Regions from separate parts of the Sus scrofa genome. Here region 2 is linked to region 1. A link is a contact called in public HiChIP or PLAC-seq data. All regions are on one chromosome and are shown on one strand. The core of a region is the stretch at or near the end of the contact, and the rest is flanking DNA. Distances in the headings are between cores, read along the strand shown.

Region 1 (7,901 bases), core at 2,926-5,425:
CAATTTCTGTTTTGTCTGAAGCTCTGGTTTTTCAAACTTTTTTGAGTTGCTGCCTGATCACTATTTATTTGTGTTCCACACGACTTTAAGGGGGAAAAGTGCCAGCTACATGTTTGAGAGAATTAACAATTATCATGTTGTAGGGATTATCTCTTGAGCTATTTAATGAGATTTCTAGTTATTGCAAAACCATGGGTTGGGAACCAGTGCCTTACACTTTCTTGTTATTTTCTCTGCATTAACAAATCACATATTTTTCTGAAGCTCTGATGACCACAGCAAGAGGCTGACGAAGAAAGTAAAGCCAGGCGAAGCCCCTAGACTAATTTGTCTGAAGCTCCAGAACTCCATGGCTTTGAGAGTGGTTTGGGCAGAGGGTAAAATGGTCGCAGTCCTGGGGGCTACTGTGAATATTTCAAATAGCTTAATGGAGATCATAATGTTGCCCACCACAGGATGGCACAGGACATCTAAAAGATCAGTTTATTTTTGGCAAGAGTTATAGCAACCTTAGTTATCTCACATTGCTCAGAAACACTGGCAGTAGCTTATGCCTTTGATGTATAATATATGAGAATATGAATTAATTAATACCTTCTAATGCTATTTATTTTACAGACATAACCTTTCAAAACAAGATAGGCTCGTATTAGGTAGGGTGCTATCTTTGGTGATGGCAGAGTTGGGCAATGCCATTTTTTAAAAAAGTCTGCTTTTCTTAATCCTTTTCCTTTCACCTGTTGTGATGCCTTTGATTTATTTTTTTTATACCTGCCCATCTCTTTCCTACCTTGTCTTTTTCCTGTTGCATCAAATTTCTTAACCATTGGAATATGGTATTGAAAAAAAAAAAAAAAACGGACAAAACTAGACATGAGTTGGTTGGTAAATCAAAAAAGTTATTTTAAAAAAAATGGATTCCTACAACTGGCACAGAGATAGACAAGCTGATCAATGGAAGGATAGAGCCCAGAAGTAAACCACACTTAACATGCATGATTAGTTTTTGACAAAGGTGTAAAAAGAATTCAGTGAAGAGAGGATAATATAACGAATGGAGCTGGACATTTTGATAATCATATGTGAAAAATAAAAGAGCCAACCAAACCTGGATCTATACTCATACCTTATTCAAAAAATCAATTGCAGACTGTTACCTTTGGAATGGATTAGCAATGAGATCCTACTGTGTAGCACTGGGAACTATGTCTGGTCACTTATGGTGGAGCATGATAATGTGAGAAAAAAGAATGTATACATGTACGTGTGGGTCACCATGCTGTACAGTAGAAAATTGACAGAACACTGCAAACCAACTATAATGGAACAAAATAAAAATCATTACATAAAAAAAAGAAAACAAAGTGGATCATAGCTATAAATGTAAAATCTAAAAATGGACAAATTGGATTTTATTAAAATTAAGAACTCTGCAAAAGACATTGTTAAGCAAATGAAAAGATAAGCTTTCAAAGACTAGAAGAAAAGGACTTGTATCCAGAAAATTATGAAGAACTCGTAAATGTAGTAAGGAAACAAATGATCCACTTTTAAAAAGTGCAAAATACTTGAACACTTCGCCAAAAAAAATAAAATAAAAACGACAAACAAGATAACATTATTAGTCATTAGGGAAATGAAAGCTAAAACCACAATGAAATACCACTATACACACGTTGGAATGAATTAAAAAAAAAAAAGGACTGAGAATACCAATTGCTGGCAAAGATGTGAGGAAACACTCATGTTGCTGATGGGAAACAGTTTGGCACTTTCTTAAAAAGTTAAACATATGCCTGTTCTGTGTTCCAGCCGTTCCACTTCTATGTGCTTGCCTGAAAGAAATGAAAGCCTTTCCACACGAAGACTTGTTTATGAATGCTTATGGCAGCTTTATTTGTAATAGCTCCAAATGTAAACAACACAACTGTCCATCAACAGCAGGAAGGATGAACAAAATGTGGGATATATATATGATAGAATACTACACAGCCATAAAAAGGAACCAACTATTGATACATGCAGTGTGGATGAGCATCAAAATAATTATAATAAAAAGAAAGAAGGTGGGACAGGAGTACATACTATATGATTCCATTTATGTGAAACTTTAGAAAATGCAAATGAACCTAATTAACAGATCAATTGCCTGGGGATGGGTGAAGGAATATTAATTGGGGGAGGAGAAAAAAATGATTACAAAGGGGCATGAGGAAACTTTTTGGGATGACAGATATGTTCATAATCTGGATTATGATGATGGTTTCACATATATGCCAAAATTTACTATACAATTTAAATATGTGTAGTTTATTATGTTAATTATATGTCCATAAAGCTGAAAAATCCCCATCCCATGACTTACATACCATAAACGTTTTATTTACATTTAAATAAGGAATATGCATTAATTGAACAGATTTGGTTCCTTTCTTTTTGTGTGTGATTTCTGCAGTTGTAGGACCATGCTGCCTTTTTTGCAAATTCTCCTTTTGTGATGCATTCTCTATGAGAAACAATACAAGTATACCATCTTGCTAGACTTCAGGGGTTTGTCCCCTAATCTTTCACTGTATTATCTCTTATGTTTAACTCAGCAGTGTTTTGTGTGTATATTTTGTCCTATCATTCCAAAGCATCCTACTTACTGGAATAGTATTTTCTTTATGTAATTATTTGTCATTGGTTTATGTACTAGTTTTATTAAATTACCTAATGGCATTGCCAAGTATAAGGTAAAAACAAGTTTGAGAACAAAAAGGACAAACTTTTGGTAAGCACACAGCTTTGCTGGGGGAAATTGTATGTGCCCTGCCTTACAGAAGCTACAGCCATTAGCATCCATAGTACTGAGGTCATTCATTGCAAAATTTTCTTTGGCTACAACCGTGCATGTGGAAGTTCCCATGCCAGGGATTGAAACCATGGTACAGTTACACCTGTGCCACAGCTGCAGGAGTGCCAGATCCTTAACCCACTTCACCACACAGGAATTTCCCATCAGAGTGAAGTTTTACAAGATGAATTCAGAGTCAGTGCATTTGCTGGATTGGCTTAGGAAAGGCTGTTTTAGGAAGATTCTACTGCTCAAGCTTGCAAATACTGACTTTCCTCAGCTGCAAAAATTAAGTCTCTGCCTGAGGGGAGGGATACTATTAGGGTTTAAGAGAAGAAATGCAAAGTGCTTAGTACAAAAAAGTGTTTTAACACTTACCATGGCATGCAGTAAATGTTCAAAATGTACCTTATGATCACCTATGTTATTTCGGAAATCACTCTTAGACTATTAGGGCAGGAAAGACCTTAGAGATTGACTCAACCCATTTATTTTACAGATGAAAATGGCTCAACAACACACAGCAAGTAGGACTGAAGGTCATGCACATCACCAAGTTGGTAATGCTAAGGATGCTTCCCAGGAGACTTCTTCCTAAGAGGGTCCTGAAAATCTGGAGAGTTCTCTAAAACCAGGGGAGGAATTGCAGACCTTATGTCAGACTCATGAAAGAGCTGCTTTTGAGAGAAGTCTTACTTGTTCAGAGGCTGATGATCTTCAATAGCTCTGTACATTAAAAAAAAAAAAAAAGTTTGCTGAATTCTGCTTTTGAAGTGTCGGTACTCCTTCATACAGCTGAGATCAGTGGGTGTGTGAAGCGAGGTCAAACCTGGCATCAGGCAGTGAGGTAAGAAGTGGGTGAGAAGGTTGTGGGACTAATAAACAGATGAAATCTGATTTAGGAAGTGGGTTGGAAATTTTGTGAAATTCATATTGTTGTTGTTTTCCCACTAGTGGTTAGCTTCAAAATGTGATCTATGGTTTGGGGGGTTGAGAAATGATCCATTTCTTTCTGTTCATGGTGAACACAAACAGTAGCCAGTTTGTGTTATAGTGATTGTATTTTACTTCTGAAGCATGCCCACGAAGGCTGCCATCCATGCTACTGAGCACCACTTGCAAATGATAACACTTGGGATGTGATAGAATCAGACCATGGTCACTCCGTGTTGGCCAGGACAATGCCCTTCAGTGTTGATGTTTGCTTATCCTGGTCCAATCCAGACTGAGGGATCAAGGTTGTGAGATGCACCTCCTGAAAAGCTGCATGATCCTTCACCCCTGATGATCACCAGAACTTGCTCAGCTAGCCAGGGCCAATGCCCCCGTCTCGGAGGCAGGAAGTCTGGGTTGGAATTGCGCCTTACACACTCTGACACATCATTTAACCTTTCAGATCATGCTTTTGTAACAGCAGGAAAACACAAATAGCAACTTTTCCCTCTGAGATTTAATAGCTTCATCATTTTCTAAACTCTTTAATGAGAAACAGACACAAGAGGTTATTAAAGTGAGCACATCAGTGATGATTCCATTTGTTTCTACCTAGAAAAAAAATAGCACATATCCCAGATGCCTGTACTTTTCATGTTAAACAGCTATGACTATCTGAAACTAGCCTTTCACACATCATGTTTGACATGTTAAATGCTAGTCAATTTGCATTTACTGAGCATGTATTACGTGCAGTAGTAGGATCCAGAAGAAGTCCTGATTATTTGTTCAGAGGATGAGCACTTCAACAGCTATGAACATCTTTTTAAAATGGCTGAATTCTACTTTTTGAAGTGGTGGCATTCTGTGAGAGGCGACGAGACTCCTTGGGGTATATACACCTAAAATACTTCATGGTGAAATACTTCAGGCTGAGAATTGCTGTGTTCATCAGTGACCTACCCTTAAACTGAAATGAAATTGTAAATGTAGATCTTTTTTAAACTAATGAATTGAAGTTCTAAAAAAGCACTTATAAGTTTTGTGTTTTTCAATTAAGAAGAATTTTATTAAAATGAAAACATTCTGAAAGGGAAATTTCACTCCTGGCATGTCTCTCATTTATATCTTTGTCAGGTTTATTAATGCATATGTAGCACTTTGTGTGCAGGGAAGCAAGAAATTTTTGAAGAATTGTGTTGGCATCACAATCATTTTCCAGATGTCTTTAATCTGGTGTTGATGTACGTGGGATATTGGCTGTGGTTCTTATTATATATTGGCTGTGGTTCTTATTATTTTGAAGTTGGGGATTTTAACATTAAGCATTTATAAGATGTTCAGTGTAAGAAGTACTAAGGTTTTATTATAGCTTTCAGGGTAAAAACATTACAAAGAAGGTGACAGGCATATTCTATTTCTGTTAGTAAAAACTTCATGATTTCTCTTAAAGCTGATGTGCATATTTGGATTTGAATCAGTTTAAACTTTTAAGAAAATATCTCTAGCAAATGTCTAAGCTATGAAGAAAGTGTATTTAAAATCGCTACATTCTAAAATTCCAAACATGATTTTATCTAAGAAGAATAATGTTTAAGATAGTCAGGTTGAAGTTTTCTCTTTTAGAACTGCCTCTGTTTTACGACTGGAGCGAGTACTTTGGCACTTTTAGTTTTCTTGATTTACATATAATATTAATTAACAAGATACTAATGATGAGTGTAAAGATTTCAAAATTTATAATTAAACCCAAAAGAAAGTAAATCAGAAAGGTCTTGAATGATCTGCCTGTGGAGATGTGCTCATTTTTGAAAGCATAATACAGCCTCTGCAGCTGTTGAGGGGTGCGGGAACTGAGAGGGCAGAGCCAAATGAAAACAGTCTTATAGGATTGCAGTGTCAGCATTTAGGAAGGAGGCTGTTGTCATAAAGTTGCTCAGATGTGGGGAACAGAGAAGATGCTAGACTATTGGGCTCTGGAAAGCATGTGATGGACTTCATGTAGGTACCACTCTAATGATGCTGTCCTCAAGGGCAGTGCCTATGTTTTCAACATTTTGTATTCCTAATACCTAGTACAGAGCCTCACCCATTAGCAAAATGAGCAATTGAATGTACTGGCAGCTCTGCATACCAGAGACATGAAGGAGCTGGTTGTGGGAGAATTCAGAGAGTTTTTCTTTTCACCTTTTATACCATAGTATACATTATCCTATGTTTCCTGGTTTTGTGTTTTTGCAGCCTGCTCCTTTGGGGATTCCTTTCAGAAAATCAAATATCAAAATATTAAAAGGAAATAAATACCCAGGTCATAAGAACTGACTTCTATTCTGAGCCACTGGTAAAAATCACTTCATCTCTCACATGTTTGGAATAAAGGTGATCATGTTTATGATTATTTAAATAGTTAAGATTTAAAAAATTAGAGAATCTCAGAAATAGAAGACACCTTAAAATTCCTCGTTCTCAGCCTGCTTACTGTATAGAAAGGAAAGCAGATACAATGTTGTTGACAATCTAGGCCTTCCGAGCTGTGCCATCCAGGCCAGTAGCCACTAGCCACATGTGGCCATCCAAATTAAATTTTAAAATGTTTAAATTAAAAATCCACTTCCTAAGTTGCACTAGCTATTTTTCAAGTTCTAGATAGCCATGCATGGCTAATGACTATAGTATTGGGCAGTGCCACATTTGGAGAAAGTTCAGTTGGACTGTGCTGGATTATAGCTTTTCATCATAACTCTTTCAACCCTTCATGAACAGGTTCTGGATGATTGGCCCCTAACACTGTATCATATATTTTAATAAAAACTTTAAAAGTGGAAACAGCGTATGAAAGGTTTTGTTACTTATTGTGCATTTTTGATTCTCCTAGGAGGAAAGTGAACCCAGGAGACTCATGGAGTATGTGTAGTTCAGACATCAACCGTCTTAAGTGAGCAATCACAGGGCCATGTTCCCACGATGGAATGGAAACCAGCTTTTGGCTCTTACCTGCATCCTATAAAACACCAAGGTCAGTTTCAGTGAAAATAACTGCCTAATGCTGGCCTGTTTCGCAGCCCTTCTTAATTAAGCCTCTTCTATGAGTAGCTAAGCGAACACCTACATGAGTTTTTAATTATCTATTATTAATGACTTTTTTGAGTTGATAATGTCATATGAGCCTTCCTCAGACTTAATCCAAGATGATTTTTCTTTGTTGAGTGGTTCTGATAGATCACAGTACAAATGGATTATTCTCAGTAACAGCAAAATAAGCGAAGGCTGAATCTTGGTTTTTACTCCTGGTTTATTTATTCAACTAATTGACATTTGAGAAATCCTCTAAAGTCACAGATCTTGTAGATATACTTGATTGTTTAATGTCAGCTGAGGGCTGAAACTGAGGGCATTGAGGCAAATAAAATCCTGGGGTACAGTCTGGGATCAGAAAGTCAGCTCTTTAAAGCTCTTAATCAAATATCACATTATTATTTTTTTTTTTTTTTTGCCTTTTCTAGGGCTGCTCCCGTAGCATATGGAGGTTCCCAGGCTAGGTGTCTAATTGGAGCTGTAGCTGCCGGCCTACGCCAGAGCCACAGCAACGTAGGATCCAAGCTGCGTCTGTGACCCACACACCACAGCTCACGGCAACGCCGGATTTTTAACCCACTGAGCGAGGCCAGGGATCAAACCTGCAACCTCATGGTTCCTAGTCGGATTTGTTAACCACTGAGCCACGACAGGAACTCCAAATATCACATTCTTATGAAGCCTAGACCTCCCTATTTTAATTGCAACCCTTCTGGCATCCCAGATTTCCTTTTTCCTACACTGTTTTTCAGTAGCAGCCATCACCTTTGTCTCATGCTTATTGTTTATTTTCTCTGTTTCCACTAAAATCTTAGTCCCTTAAGGGCACGCGTTTTTTGGGGGGCGGGGGCGGCAGGTGTCTATTTCACTGGTGCAGGTGCTCAGAGTAGTTATTGAATGAATGAGTGAATAGATGACCGTGGTCACAAAGAGTGATAATTGTCATTTGATCACCACATTAAAATTATTGTGAACTCCACCAGTGACCTCCATATATTAAAGCCAGTGGTCATTTTTCAGTCCTCACTGTACTTAAATTATGAGCATTTAATAGCGT
Region 2 (7,901 bases), core at 4,039-6,538, 180 kb before region 1:
TAAGTATTTATATTTTTGATTCACAGTAGTGAATAATTTTTTCTTTCTTTCTTATTTAGATTGTTCCTATTAAACTGTTAATCTTGCCTCAGTTAGCAGAAGAAGAGGCCATTAGGATAACAACACCCTAATTCCCCTCCACCAAAGCTATATACCTACTTTCCTCTATATTCACATGTTCTTTCCTCCTTTTAAAACTAGAAGTTATCAGTTTCTATCAAACCTGTGCAGTCAGGATCCTAGACCGTTCCTGATTTCTCAAGGACTTCTCATCTTCCTTCCTCATCTCATTAACCCTAACAACTAAAATCATGCTGCAGTACTTCTTATATTCAAAAAGCAAAAAAAGACTTCCTTTACATCCTCATTCTTCTGTTCTGGCCCTGTGTTTCCTTTAACTTCTTTAAAAAGGTATCTATACATCCGATTTCTAGTTCCTGGGCCACTGTGTATCCCTCGAGTCACTCAAGTCTGGCTTCCATCTTTACCAGTATATGAAACTGGTTCATTACAGTCAGTGATGCCCTTTAGGTTGCCAAATCCAACAGCCATATTTCTGCCCATATCTTCTCAACCTCTTGGCCAAACTCAATAGGTAACTATCCTTTTCTTGAAATACTTGAATTACTTAGTATCCATGATATGATCCAATAATCATTCTCAATTTCCCTACAACCACTTGGGCTGTCCTTTCTTAGCCTCCTTCCTAGAAGCCTTCTGAGTTTACCCAATTTAGAAATGTTCAGCGTTCTCAGAGTTCTGTTTCTAACCAATCCTTTCCTCTCTACAGTCTCCAGTGATTTCACCTATTTTCATGGCTTTGAATGTTACTAACACACTGATAATCTTCAAATTGACATCTCCAAACCAAATATCTCTGAGCTCCTCTTGATTATTAATGCTTTTTGATAGAGGCCTACTTAACAATCTCAAAAGGCTTCTGAGAACTTAAGACTGACAAAAGAAAACTCTTGAATTCACCATTGCACCTCCAACAAAATAAAAACAAAAACCCTTAAAACCCATTCCTCTCCCAACCACTCAACAATGGTCATTTCCAGCAACATCTCTGAGTTCTCCCCCGCCTTATATTCCATATTCAATCCACTTTTGTGTCCTCCTGTTTCGACCATCTACAAACATCTCAAATGTGTCCACTGCTCTCCAGCCTACTGCTACCTCACTAATCTAAGCCGTCATTGCCTCCTACCTGAATTACTGGATGTCCATTGGCCAATCTGTTTTTGCTTGTCCCAGGATTCTCTACGCAGCAGGGAAACCTTTGACAAATGTAATTCAGAGGGCAACACTCCCCTGAATTAAAACTTTCAGTCCTTTGTAATTCAAACTCCATATCCTTGTACACAGGGCTCCACAGCATGAGGTCCCTGCCACACTCTCCCCTCTGGCTCACAAGGCTCCAGCCGTTCATCTCTTCAAACACTCTGAGCTCTTCAAGTGCTGTTCAGACCCTTCGCATGTTGGTTCCCTTATGCGAAACACCTCATTCTCCCTCTCTTACCCATCCATGTCTCAAGAGAGCCCTTCCCTGACATCTAAGTAGGTCCTCATGGTCTCCCATGATTCTCTATTGACTGCACCCAGTTCTTTTCATTTTTCACATAACTACAAGTTATAATTCATGAGGGAGGTGAAGATTTCTGAGTTTTCACCACTGCATATACACTCCAAATATAAACGGTAGCTACGAAAAAAGTATTTACTAAAAATAACACAAAACTGATGATTTAAGAAAGAACTATGTATTTCCCAAATCTACCTGCTTTTCCTTAAAACTGTCTTCATCTAGAGGTCCATAGGATGAGCATGACTAGGTTGGGGGAAGGCTGAAACTTTGAATTATATATAAACTCTGTGTAACTGTTTTCTAAGCAGTGTTCATCCACTATGTGAACCAGAATCCAAGGGAATCAAACAGAGGTTTGAAGGAAATACAATCTCCTAAGTTTTGGCTTCATCATTTAACATGACAGACTCAAATTCAACATAGAGTCAATCCTTAAAACAAAATGAAGAGATGTGGGTTTTTTCTTAAAGGCTTTTGAGCTAATTCATCAAATTGCAACAAAATCTGGTATACGATCTGAACTTAAAGATTTCTGGGAGTTCCTGATGTGGCGCAGTGGAAAGGAATCTGACTAGGAACCATGAGGTTGCAGGTTTGATCCCTGGCCTTGCTCAGTGGGTTAAGGATCCGGCGTTGAGCTGTGGTATAGGTCGCAGACTCAGCTTGGATCTGGTGTTGCTGTGGCTGTGGCATAGGCCAGGAGCTGTAGCTCCGATTAGACCCCTAGCCTGGGAACCTCCATATGCTGCGAGTGCGGCCCTAAAAAGCAAAAAAAAAAAAAAAAAAAAAAAAGATTTCTGAACCAATGTTATTATTACATTCTGATTTTTATGTCAAGCCTATACATGCAACCCATCAGACATAAATTCCTTACACAGAGTCAGAGGGGAAACACAAATCAAGAAAGACTACAGAAAATGAAACATACCCGCAGAAAGCATCAGGAACACCAAGTCCAATCTCCCATTTCAAATTCTCACTGGCCAGATACCTTGAAGAACTAAGTACTAATGGACCTTACAACCCTTTCATTGGTTCCCTCAGTTCACCAGTTCCCTGGTATACATAATCACTTCAGCATTTTAGGCAAGATTCTCCTCTTCAAACCTCCCTAAGTGTGTAAAAGAAATCAATTCCAACCCTAAGTGTGTAAAGAAATCAATTCCAGCTTGGAAAGAGTTTATCAATTAATTTCAAATCTGTCTGGCTACCTGTTTTAAGGATATGCCTGGTTAGAGTGGCCATTTCCACACTGTGACCTCTCCTTTGAAAAATCCAATCCAGGGAGTTCCCGCTGTGGCTCAGGGGATTAAGACCCAGACACAATGTCTGTGAGGATGTGGGTTTGAACTCTGGTCTCACTCAGTGGGTTAAGGATCGTGTGTTGCTACAAGCTGCATAGGTTACAGATGCAGCTCAGATTCCATGTGCTGCTGTTGCTCTGATGTAGGCCTGCAGCTGCAGCTCCCATTCGACCCTTAGTCTGGGAACTTCCATATGCCTCAAGTGCAGCCCTAAAAATAAAGAAAAGGAAAAAGAAAAAGAAAAATCAATCTAATAATGTCCATGGCGAGAATTAAAATCCTAAAATCCAGGCATTAGGTGATGTGCTCAAGGTCAGGACTGGAACTTGCCTGCCAAGTTTAGTCCTCCTTACATCAACTTCTCACACTCTTACAGCTCTGTCAAAATGCCTAGTTTGAATTCTCAAGATACTAAGACTTTAACTCTAGGCTACTGGGTAAAAGAAGAAAAAGAAAAAAGTTAAAAGTACAATGTGACATAGGAAAGAAAAAAATCTTAAGTAAATATGACACTACAGAAAGGCATTAAGCTTTTTTTTTTTTTTTTTTTTTGTCTTTTTAGGGCCGCACCCACAGCATATGGAGGCTCCCAGTCTAGGGGTCTAATCGGAGCTGTAGCTGCCGGCCTACACCACAGCCACAGCAATGCCAGATCCGAGCCACGTCTGCGACCTACACCACAGCTCATGGCAATGCCGGATCCTTAACCCAATGAGCGAGCCCAGGGTTTGAACCCGCAACCTCATGGTTCCTAGTCGGATTCATTTCCACTTAGCCATGACAGGAACTCCAGAAAAGCATTAAGTTTGACTTCTTTCACAAAGTTTGTGAACTGTGTAAAGTGTCTGTTTAAGGCAAGATTATTTTTATAGTTTTTTATAATTATTTTAGTGATTACAAATGAAAAATTATTCTATAATAACAAATCTAACATTTAATTTTCAATCATAACTTTCAGTTAACTTATGACATTTATAATTTTCAATGCATAAATGAGGCACTGCTTCCCTATTTTAATCCTATCACTAATGAGAAGATATAATTCAACAAATTTGAAGAGAAAGACAAAATGGTTTGTTTTTTTATCACCTTTCCCCCGTTAAATTAATGTGTTATTCAAATATATTAGCCTAGATAGAAAATAATGCTCAACACAAATAAACTAAAAGATTTTCTCAGCCTGGTTAATAGAGTACATTGCTTATAACCTTTAATAAAAGAACAGTTAGTTCTAGAGTCTCTTATCAAGGTATTATGCATTCAAAGTCTGTTATGAAGTTCTGAAACATTTCCCAAAGCAGAAGTTTTAAGTAAAAGCTAAAGAAGCATACTAATTACTGTGGTAAAAAGTATACTTTCCCTAATGTTTCAAAAATAAAATAATTCTGGAAAAGATTATTTTTAAGCCACTGAGTATTTTCTTGCTCACCAGAGAGAAAAATTCCTCATGATAAATCCTAGGAGCCAGACTTTTTTCTCCCTAGTCCTGTTCCTCTCTGGTATGGAGCATAATTCTATAAAACTTTGGCTCATTCACTTTGTCTATTAACACAATGTCCCCCCCAAACAAACCCTTAAACTCAGAAGACGTTTTATTCTGCTATTCCAAAACAAGTGTGGTAAACATATCTTAAGACATTTGACAACTGTAGTTACATAAAACCCAGGATACCAACTACAAGAATCTTCCTACTCTGAAGTGGCTGTACTTCCAGATATCATCATACATACAATTATTTACTCTGCAAAGTGTGAAACCCATATCTAACTCAAAATAAAATAATTTAAAATCTCTGGAGTTCCCGTGGTGGCGCAGTGGTTGACAAATCCGACTGGGAACCATGAGGTTGCGGGTTCGATCCCTGCCCTTGCTCAGTGGGTTAGGGATCCAGTGCTACTGTGAGCTGTGGTGTGGTCGCGGATGCGGCTCGGATCCCGCGTTGCTGTGGCTCTGGAGTAGGCTGGTGGCTACGGCTCCGATTAGACCCCTAGCCTGGGAGCCTCCATGTGCCGCGAGAGCAGCCCAAGAAATGGCAAAAGACAAAAAAAAAAAAAAAAAAATCTCTAATCTTCATAGGAACTATGGGCAAACCAATCACAGGAACAGCAAAAAGAAACAGCTGGGAGGTGGCAAGGAATAATGGCAAAGGAGAGGTACTCTATTCACTAACTAGTTCTTTAACTTCTCTGCCTATCAAGTTCCTAGTTAATAAACAAGAACAATACACACTTCACAGGGTTGTTGTGAGGATCAAATGAGTTCTTGCATGAAAATGATCTGCCCAGTAAAAGAACATAATAGGCACTCAATAAATGCCAGCTCCTTCTGCCTTCAGTTCTGGGCCCTCTGTTCTTTGTTCTCTATTCTCATTCCCCCAGATGACTCAGCCTTCTCATGACTTTTATTAAGAAATGCTGAAAACGACTACATCCGTCAAAGCCCTGATGTGTATATGCATGCCTACGCGGTGTGAGAAGCTGTCTGGCCACCACCCAGGATACGCAGGTGAGAAAAGCAGAGGAGACACCCCAAATACCTGAATTTCACTGTACTTCACTAGAGGTACAAAAATCACACATTTCCAACCATCTCCTGGAGACAGGCATTGCCATCCTGAAATCAAGCTCATCATTTTCTCTTTAAAAATCAGACCCTCTTCCGGCCGGCCCTTTTTCTAATTGTTGAGTGCTGTCCAACAGAGAATATCTCCTGCCCTACTCTCCTCTAAGTATCACCAGGTAACGCAGGGCTACCTTCAAAAATCTCTATTGTATCTTCAGCCTCATTTTCTGTCCCACTGTCACCACCAGAGTCCAGATTAGGTTTTCTTAGTCTCGGCACAACTGACATTTTGGGCCAGATGATTCTTTGCTGTGAGGGCTGCCCCGTGCTTTGCGGGCTGTTCAGCAGCATCTCTTGTCTCTATCCTCCCAAGTTATGACAACCAAAAATATCTCCAAATGCCTCCTGTGGGGCAAAATCACTCTCCTCGTGGTCTGCCCTACTCCCACATTTGAGTTCCATGGCCTGATTCCCCCACTTCATCTATGCATTAGAGGATCAGTTTCCAAACTCGTCTCCAGTTTCTTCCCTCTACTTCCAGTTGCTCTGATCTCCTAAGGGCCTCCTACAGCACTGCTTTTATGAGTCATTTCTCTTAAATCTACAACTCCCTGTTACTACCTTCACAATTAGTTCAAAGCTCTCCACCCAGCCTCGATAATCTGGCCTCAATTAAACATTATCCCACAGAGCACCTCACATTGCAGCTACCCAGCAGAACTTCAATAAAGCAGACCTGTTCATCCAGCCCCTGCTTTTCTATCCTACTGCTGTCACCCTGGTCTGGGTGCCCAGTACCCAGCTTCCATTCCAACCACTGCTGGAGCCTCGTTCCACAGACTCTACTCTCCTCCTCGCTCAGAGTCAAAAACTATCAGTGAGTCTCCACTGCCCAAAGAAATATGCAATTTGCCTGTTCTCTAGAATCTCTCCTAATGTGGTCTCTTTCTAAGTTTCATTATGCCCAAAACATACTCTAGCTTCTATCTGCTAGTCCTTGAAAAGGCTCCTTTCTACACTTTCCACCTTTGGCCATGTTTTTTCCCTTCCTGGATGTCCTCTTCATCTCTCACGCCAATGTTAAGGTCCATCTGAATTAAGTCAAGAGGCCTTTCCTGATCGTACCCTCCTTTACAGTCTCTTAGAGCATTCACAGTCTGCTTTATGCGACATGTATATTCCTGTTGTTTACAAGGTCCTTGAGAGCTTCTTACTTTTGATGCTCTTCAAAGCCTAGCCCAGTGTTAACAACTCAGAGTTAAATGTGAGTCGCCCCAAATGTTTTCCACCTAGGAGGCAAGGGAGGGCTGTGTTTTGGGACAATCCCAAGCTCCCATAAGGGAATTAATTCCATAGTCCTCTTCTGTCCCACATTTTACATCTTAGGCCAATTTCTAAGTAAAACGGCTTCAAGGCACCCAGAATGCTATAAGAATTCTGCTTCAGGAAGTTCCGACAGTTTCCAACTTGTAACTGAATCCTGAATATTTATGCTACTTAAGTTCTCTCCATACAAAGGCAATACAAATTTCTTTTTGAGTGTTAATAAAATTGAGCACAATATGAAAATAACTTGGACTGGATTAAATATATTTCAAGCAAAGATTAATTAATGCTAATTTGTATCCTAAAGTTTTCACGCACCATTAAAAATTTGAAAGTCAGTTTATTTCAGATCTACCACTCCAAAGACATAAGCTAAATAGAACATGGGAGGTTTCCTCTTAATTTTAGTTTTTAAATGGTTTGAAAGTATTTCTACAAAAAGAGCAATATCACTAATGAGCATATTCTGACTAGGCCTATTCCTATAAGCCTAGATGCAAAGCCATATGGGGAGCCTGTAGTACCCACACGACCACCACCTGTATCAGCAGGGGTCAGCAACTAAAGCCTGATTTTGTGTGCCCTTGAGCTAAGAAAGATTTTTATACTTTTAAAGGGCTGTAAAAACAAAAACAAAGAAGAATATTTGTGACAGAGACCTTATGTGGCCAGCAAAACCTAAAATAGTCAGTTTGTCTCTTTTTGGCAGAATGAATTTGCCACTGACTTCTAGCAGATGGTACAAGACACCCAACTTTTCCTCCCCAAATATTAAAAAAGCAATGTAAAACATACAAGATTATGCAAAACGACAGAATTCATTAAACTTAGTCACAGCTAATGCACAGGTAACCTGTAAAACAGAGGCCTACGTGGACATTTTTATATTTCCCAGAACTTTTGTTAGAAGGAACTTGACCCTCATTCTAAGCACACTGCTGCTTGAAGAGTGAAAGTGCCTGGCCCAAAGTCACACTGGTTGACAGGGTGAGGTCAAAGACCAGGCCTGAAAACTGATTCAGTGCTTTCTATGGTACATGGCATCGTACCCATGCACATGGCTGTACATTTTGGATATTTGTATAACTGGCTTGGTTCATTATAAAGACGAAAGTTTAAA

What was found. HiChIP or PLAC-seq counts read pairs in DNA pulled down with a chosen protein or histone mark.
Region 2: an H3K27ac HiChIP or PLAC-seq map of alveolar macrophages shows a contact between it and region 1. The contact joins two enhancer-like sites.

Annotation. Positions count from the first base shown.
Region 1 is chr1:25,306,100-25,314,000 of Sscrofa11.1, reverse strand. No RefSeq gene overlaps it. Among named protein-coding and RNA genes, the nearest start is that of HECA, 54 kb to the left of the region's middle. Within about 2 kb of position 4,175, at least 2 of the 83 cell types and tissues checked have an H3K27ac peak or open chromatin away from gene starts, as enhancers often do. A contact at or near this core is called in alveolar macrophages, where this site is marked.
Region 2 is chr1:25,482,703-25,490,603 of Sscrofa11.1, reverse strand. All of the region lies in intron 1 of REPS1 (ralBP1-associated Eps domain-containing protein 1), which reads right to left. Among named protein-coding and RNA genes, the nearest start is that of REPS1, 5.4 kb to the right of the region's middle. Within about 2 kb of position 5,288, at least 6 of the 83 cell types and tissues checked have an H3K27ac peak or open chromatin away from gene starts, as enhancers often do. A contact at or near this core is called in alveolar macrophages, where this site is marked.